Regions from separate parts of the Oryctolagus cuniculus genome. Here region 2 is linked to region 1. Evidence: chromatin contacts called from public Hi-C data. All regions are on one chromosome and are shown on one strand. The core of a region is the stretch at or near the end of the contact, and the rest is flanking DNA. Distances in the headings are between cores, read along the strand shown. Region 1 holds the start of TEX2 (testis expressed 2). Region 2 overlaps TEX2 (testis expressed 2).

What was found. Hi-C and Micro-C count contacts between places; a contact is called where the count stands out from the background.
Region 2: a contact with region 1 is called in a Hi-C map of psoas muscle, with 5 times the contacts expected there. The contact joins the enhancer-like site here to the promoter of TEX2 in region 1. A contact is called at or near these places in 3 of 6 Hi-C or Micro-C datasets (ear pinna, psoas muscle and skin fibroblasts).

What each region holds. Positions count from the first base shown.
Region 1 is chr17:14,415,692-14,419,264 of mOryCun1.1, forward strand. It overlaps TEX2 (testis expressed 2), which reads left to right and starts at 1,361. Exons shown (of 12, transcript XM_070060475.1): 1 at 1,361-1,499.
Region 2 is chr17:14,531,377-14,534,448 of mOryCun1.1, forward strand. It overlaps TEX2 (testis expressed 2), which reads left to right. Exons shown (of 12, transcript XM_070060475.1): 9 at 2,641-2,760. Among named protein-coding and RNA genes, the nearest start is that of ERN1, 22 kb to the right of the region's middle. Within about 2 kb of position 1,490, at least 1 of the 8 cell types and tissues checked has an H3K27ac peak or open chromatin away from gene starts, as enhancers often do.

The sequences.
Region 1 (3,573 bases), core at 111-2,610:
GCTGATCAATCTGCATGGGGGGGGGGGGGAGCTTGTCCCTGGCAGAGGGCCCATCAGATATCACAGCGGGGGAGGGGGAGGGTTGTGGCATGGATGCCGCTCCAAGAGCCAAGATCTGTGTAGGTGAGGTTCAGGTGGGAGGAGGCTGACCTCAGGTGTGAGGGCAGTGACTCCCGGGTCACCCAGGTGCCTGGGACACTGGGAGGAGAAGAGGAACAAGGCCAGGAGGGTGAGCAGGGTTGGCAGCATTGGAACGTGGCACCAGCAGGTGGGGTTGTGCCTGGGCCTGGTGATGATGACAGGCAAGGGTGTGTTTTATGTGCTGTCTCACTAGTCAGAGAACAAGACTGGCTTCCTGCAGCTCCAGATCTCAACCTGGCCCTTCCTCCTCCAAATTTCAAGCTTCACCTGGGTCCAGGGTCCCTCTAAAATCAGTCCTCAGCAGGTGCAATCAAGCAAGCGTCCTCAGTTTCTCAAAAGGTGATCTCCAGCCTCCCAACCACTTCGTTTAGAGGATTAAAAGGAGTTTAGTTTGTTTTTGGCAGTTGGATTTGAACTCCCTGAGTATGACAGACCAGAAATACACTTCTGAGAGTGGCCGTTTAGCACCTCCATCAGAACCACCTGGGAGAGTGGTGTTGAGAAATACACATTTCCCCAGGCCATCCAGACACGGTGAAATACAGGATTCACCGCCCCAGAAGGCAAAGGGTGTGCCTGGGTGGTGCTCACGGGTGCTAAGTGCTTGGATGGGCACTGCCACCCAAGGAGGCCCATCCTGCGCCTCGGGTACCGCCTAAAACTGGTCTACGCTGGATGCGTCCCCAGCTCTAAGAACTAGCAACAGGGCCAGTTAGGGACTGGACGGCGCGGGCGGGAGGCTGGGAATTTGTTTTTTGAAGCACATTTCTGCAATCAGCCGGGGCGGGGGGGGGGCGGGGGGGGCGGATAGATCTGTCTGACTACCCTTTAAAACCCAAATCGGAGTGAATTTGCCCAAGCCGGATGTCCTTGGTTCTCAGAGCCTGTTTTCCAATCGGTCTGGGGCACTTGTTGCTTAGCTGTAAGAAGAGGAAATTAAGCGCAAAGAGCTGGGGGCAGTGTCGGTGCCCTCTTGGGAGAGAAGCGATTTTATCCCTCCCGTTCGGGTCTCCCTTCGGTGACCCCCTCGCCGCCCCACTCCCCAGCCTGGTGGGCAGCGGCTCCTTTAACAGCCCTGACGAATCGCCCGCCCATTTCCGCGGCCGGTCCTTGGCGCCCGGTAGGGGCTGGATTGGTCGGGCCTGGCGAGCGTCTAGCTCCGCCCACGCTGCCCTGTGGTTGGCGGCGGCGGCGGCGGGCGCGGGGCGGGTCCGCCGGCGGGGCGGGGCGGCCGGTGCCCGGGGGCGGGCGGGCGGCAGGACGGCGGCCGGAGCCCGAGCCCCAGTCGAAGCCGGAGCCGCGGCGGCCGTGGAGCACGGGCGCCGGCGCAGTACCATGAAGCGGCCAGCGGATCCGGGGTGAGCGTGCCTGCGTCGGGTGGGGCGGTCCAGGGAGAAGCCCAGCGGGCAAGGCCCGGACTCGGGGGCCCGACTCCGCAGGGTCCTCTTCAGAGGACCGGCTGGGTTCCCGCGGCCGTTGGCGCTGCGGGGCGCGGGGGGCCGGCCCCTCACTCGGCTGTCAAGGCTCCGGCCTTGACGGGGACGCCCACCTGCGACGCCCCGGGCGAACCCTTCCTTCCCTCAGGGCCCTGACGAGCGGGTCGGGCATGACCCCGGCCGCAGGTGCCTGCCGGCGCGTCCCGCTGCCCGTCGTCGCGGGGCTCGGTCCCCGCAGCACCCTCCACACGCAAACTAGTGGGAAGACAGACCGCGGTTTTGTGGACGGGGCCCCGGGTGGGTGCCGGCCCCCTGGGGCACCTGCGACGCGCCTGGAAGTTGAGAGCCGCGGCTGCGTGCGCCGCGGTGGTCTTCGCCTGGGTCTTTCCCCCCCGACTCCTGGAAGAAGGCAGGTGGTCCGAAGGCAGGGGGCGGCGGCGAGCCGAAACGCAGGGGATCGGGAGGTGAACAAGTGACATTGGGCTGAGGCCTAACGCCGGGTGCCCTGCGGGGAGCGCCGGGTGCTGGCCCGGGAGCCCAGACCCGAGAGCCGCGGCACCGCGCGCGCACACGGGCGCGGCGAGGGAGTTCCCCTCTTGGAACAGGATTTTTGGACAACTTAGCCCGGCGGTGGGTTGATAGTTACTGACACCACCGGTTGTTATGGTTACCGGGCATCCAATGCAAGGGCAAAGTCTGCTTTCCACCCTTGCCGTTTCTCCGGAGCTAGGAAGTGCTTACTTTGTCACCACTGCGCTCTGTGGACACTGCGTAGGGGACGCCCGCACTATTTTTTATTTTTAAGAGTTGAAGGGAAAGCGTGGGCTCCTTGAGGGCAGGGACGGAGCCTCTGCACACCTCCGCTGCCCTGCCCGGGACTGGAGAGAAAGGAAGTTTTTCTGTGTGTTGACGATGCTCACGAAGGGATTTAGCAGAGCCGGCTGTAAGCTGCAGGTGACTTGCACCCCAGGGGTACGGAGAGTCTGCGGACTGCAGGCTGGTGAGCGTCGGAGTGCAGTGACCCCGCAGGTTTCTGCTGGAAGAGTCGGAGCCCTCGTTCGGTTTTTACCCAACCCATGCACTCACTATTCCCGTGTTCCCCAGAATTGGCCCGAGGTCCACGTGTATGGGAAGTGAGATTTTTGTCGTGGGATTTCTTTCCTGCTCTGAGTCTCTGAGGGGTCAGGGAAGGCTGGGAGAGGGGTGCAGAGGGCTTGGGACTGCCCTTGACTCAGATCAGCGCGTGCTGGTAACCCAGCGGGAGGGAAAAGTAAGTGCAGGGTTGTTTGGGGCTGAGTGTTGGGGGCTTGAAGAGCCCGGGGAGGCCGTGGGTGAGAAGATGGGACAGGCACTGTTCCTGGTGGTGCCGTCAGCGTGCGTGCGGGGAAGACGCAGGACGATCAGGCTTTCAGACAACAGACGTAGAGGATGTTTGGAGAGAAAGAGACTCCTGGAGTCAGAGAGAAATATTCTGTACTGAGAGTCTGCTGTGTGCCACTAGCTGCTCTGCACTGTAGATACGATGGAGCGAAAAGGGGTGAGGATTTTGTTCCCGGCACGGGATTTGCCTTCCCTCCAATCAGGCTCTCCCGGTTTCTGAGGTTTTTCTGAAGCTCTTGAGGAAAGAAAGAGGAGGAGGCACAGAATATGCCAGAACTAAAAAGAGCGATGGGGAACTCTTTACATCTTTACTTTTCATATCAAACAGCGTTTGAATTTTTTATTTATTTTTTAATCTTTTAAAAAAATTTTAATTTATTTATGTGAGAGGTAGAGTTACAGACAGTGAGAGGGAGAGACAGAAAGGTCTTCCATCCAATGGTTCACTCCCCAAATGACCGCAATGGCCGGAGCTGGGCCCACCAAAGCCAGGAGCCAGGAGCTTCTTCTGGGTCTCCCACATGGGTGTGGGGTTCCAAGGACTTGGGGCATGTTCTTTTTTTTTTTTTTTTTTTTGGTTAAGATTTATTTATTTATTTATTTGAAAGTCAGAGTT
Region 2 (3,072 bases), core at 240-2,739, 120 kb after region 1:
CCTGGCCTCTGGCCCCCACACGGAGTCGCTGTTCCACAGCACGGCACTGGCCAGACCCCCAAACCCCCGCCGCCACCGCCCCTCCCTACCCTGGGCCCTGAAGTGCTAGGAGCTGTGTGCTTGTGGTTTACCCCGTGACTTGGTCTAGGTCATGGATATATGCACCTGTGTGTCTGCGGCAGACACATGGAACCAGTCTCATGGGTGTGGCCCCCTCAAAGCGGACCCCTCACAGGGCTGCTTGATGCAGTCACCCATTCTTCACGTCCAGCGTTTCGGGGCTGCTCCAGAATTGCCCCTGGAGCCCGAGGTGCTTTTAACCATCCTGAGTGACAGCAAACCGTCCTGCTTTGTAGATGGTTTGGATCTTAGGGAAATTGCTGGAAAGCATCCAAGTCGATGATGATTATGCAACCAAGAACTAAAATGTTGTGCCCAAGCAGAATATCAGTGATAAAACAACGCAGTGTTTCTCACGTATCTGATTCTAAACACATTTCCCAAAAGCTTTTCCGCAGAGGCAGCATAGCTGAAACCTTTTGAGGTGGCTCATTTGAAAGGCCAGCACACTCCTGTGGGATCCTGAGGTTCCACTCATCACCTCCTAGCACATCTTCTCCCTGTTTTTCTGAAGTCCTTGCTGACATCATAAGGTTGAGATCATAAAATGCAGTTGTTATCAAGCTGAGTATCTGCCACGTGTTTAGCTACGTGTTTCGTTAGTAAGTATTGGATACCGTATTACACAGCTACAGTGCAGAGAGCAGAGATACCATTTGGTCAGAATCAGAATTTCACATGATTTGCTCTGCCTTTACTGATACAGCATGGTCTGAATTATTCACTGCAAGCTACAGAATCTATCCTCACTCTTCCTACAGAGAATTTGTTTGAGAACCTGACAGCTCACTGCAGTGCACAGCCTTTGGCATCCCCAGCCTAGATCTGAGCTGCCAGAGGCCACGGACCTGTGGGGACACTCGGGGCAGTGGCTTGCCAGGATCCTAAGTCTTTCAGGCAGTCTGCGGGCTGTGTGGATGAGGGCACAAGGCACCTGTGCTGTCAGGGCAGCTTCCACACCTGGCTGTGTGAGAGCGGGAGCACAGGCAATTCAGTGATGGAGAAGTGAGAAGCGTTTCTCACATGCCTGTGTCATCCTTGGTGGTTCTCAGCTCTGATGGTCTTCATCCCAAGACCCAGTTGGAGCTTTCCAGAGAATCACGCTTTGCAATGCATACTTTAAAATACAGGAGCTCTGTGAGGGCTGTCCATCCACAGAGCACTCAGAAATGGCCCTAGGACCAGTAAAGGCACAAAAGCAGCTCCTGGACTAGCCAGGCCTCCGAGGCAAGAAGGAAGAGGGTCTGGGGCCAGGGACTGCAGAGGGAGTTTCCCTTTAGCTGTTGGCTGTGGCTCTAACGGTGCAAGAGCCGAAGTCAGGGAGGATCCATGTGTACTGCCAGCACGCCACTGGGCAGATCCTCTTACAGCCGGGCTCGTGTTGCAGCCCTGCCCTCCCAGCTTGCGACGGGGGCCGCTGTCCGGCCTGCATGCCCACGCTGCTCGTCCTCTCTGCCCTTGGGTGTCCTAGGCCCCACTGGTCAGAAGTTGACTGCCCCCGTGGGCTTCTGGTGGCCCGGGGCATCAGCAGAAACCAAAAGAGGGCAGCTGCAGAGGAAGAGGGCCTGGGCCCTGCTGCCTTCTGCCCAGCCAATTTTGTCCTTGTCCGAGATACGAGAGCCAGTCTCTGCTAAGTGACATTTGGTTGCTCGATGTGTCCAGAAGCTATTCTGTGCCTTGTTCACTCTGCCCCAGTTAAGGCCCCCAGCCTCAGAGACTGGGCCTTGAACATTCTCTCGGATACAATGCCACAGTCCAGGAAGGGAGCCACCTTTGGTGGTGCCAAGGTTTGGCCAGGAAGCCCCCGGAGCCCCTCAGAGAGGAACCTCGACCACTCACCCTCCAGACAGCCCCGATGCCCTGTGCCCTCAGAAACAGCCTCCTCCGTGGGGGGAGGAGGAGCGACATTGCTCTGCGCTGAGGCCTCAGTCCCCTTCGTGAAAGCACGGGCTTCACAACTGGGGCCTTCTCTAAGCAGCTTCCTGGGTTCTTGTATCAGCTGCCTCCTGGAATCCCTGAGACTTTGCCTGTGGCTGCTGGTGCTCTCAGTGGTCCTCAGGAGACAAAGGGCAGGGGCGGGGTAAGACGCCTCCTTCATTAGGAAGGAGTTGAGTCAAAACCAAGTCGGGGCGGAACTGAGCCAGAAAGCCTCCCAGTCATTGAACTCAGCCGAGGTCCAGGGACTCGCCTGAACATCTCCCTCATCAGCGAGACGTGGTCACAACCCCCTCATCGCCGTCACCTCACCCCTGCAACCATCGTTCTTCCCATCCGCCTCCCACTCGGTCCCAGCTGTGCTCCTGACGAAATCACTGCGTTCTGTGTGGAGCCCCAGGGGCCGCGCGCCGTCCTGCACTCTCGGATGGAGCCCCTTTGGTGGTGGGGTGGAGCGGATGCCAACGTGTAGCAGCTGTGATGTCTTGGCCCGTTGTGGTTGAGTGTGCGTGTGTGTGCTCTTTGTAAGCAGAGCTCGGGCCACAGGCAGGCTGCAGTGCTGACTGTCCCCCTGTTCAGTTGCAGGCCCAGGGCGTACTGCCTCGCCGACAGTGATGAGGAGTCTTCCAGCGCTGGCTCCTCCGACGAAGACGATGCTCCAGAGCCCAGTGCGGGAGACAAGCAGCTGCCCCCGGGAGCAGAAGGGTGAGCAGCCAGCTGGGAGTGAGCCCTTTTTCCCCTCCCTCATCTGTGACCTTGCTTCTCTCTGCGTGTTGATTGGAGTGGGCGGTTTTCACCTTAATACCTGATGTCAGTGACTGGATTAAAGTCCAGGCCCCAGAGCTTTGTGAAGACCTGTGCCGCTTTCCTTACTTAAGAGGGTCCCAGCCAAGATGCCTTTCTGCCGCCCTTTGAGTACATAGCAGAGGACTTGAAGGGTGTGCTCGTTCGAAGAGCCATGCCCCGGGGTCAGAGGGAGCAGCCTCCAGGCCTCTGGCCCTGGTGCCAGCTGGGTCC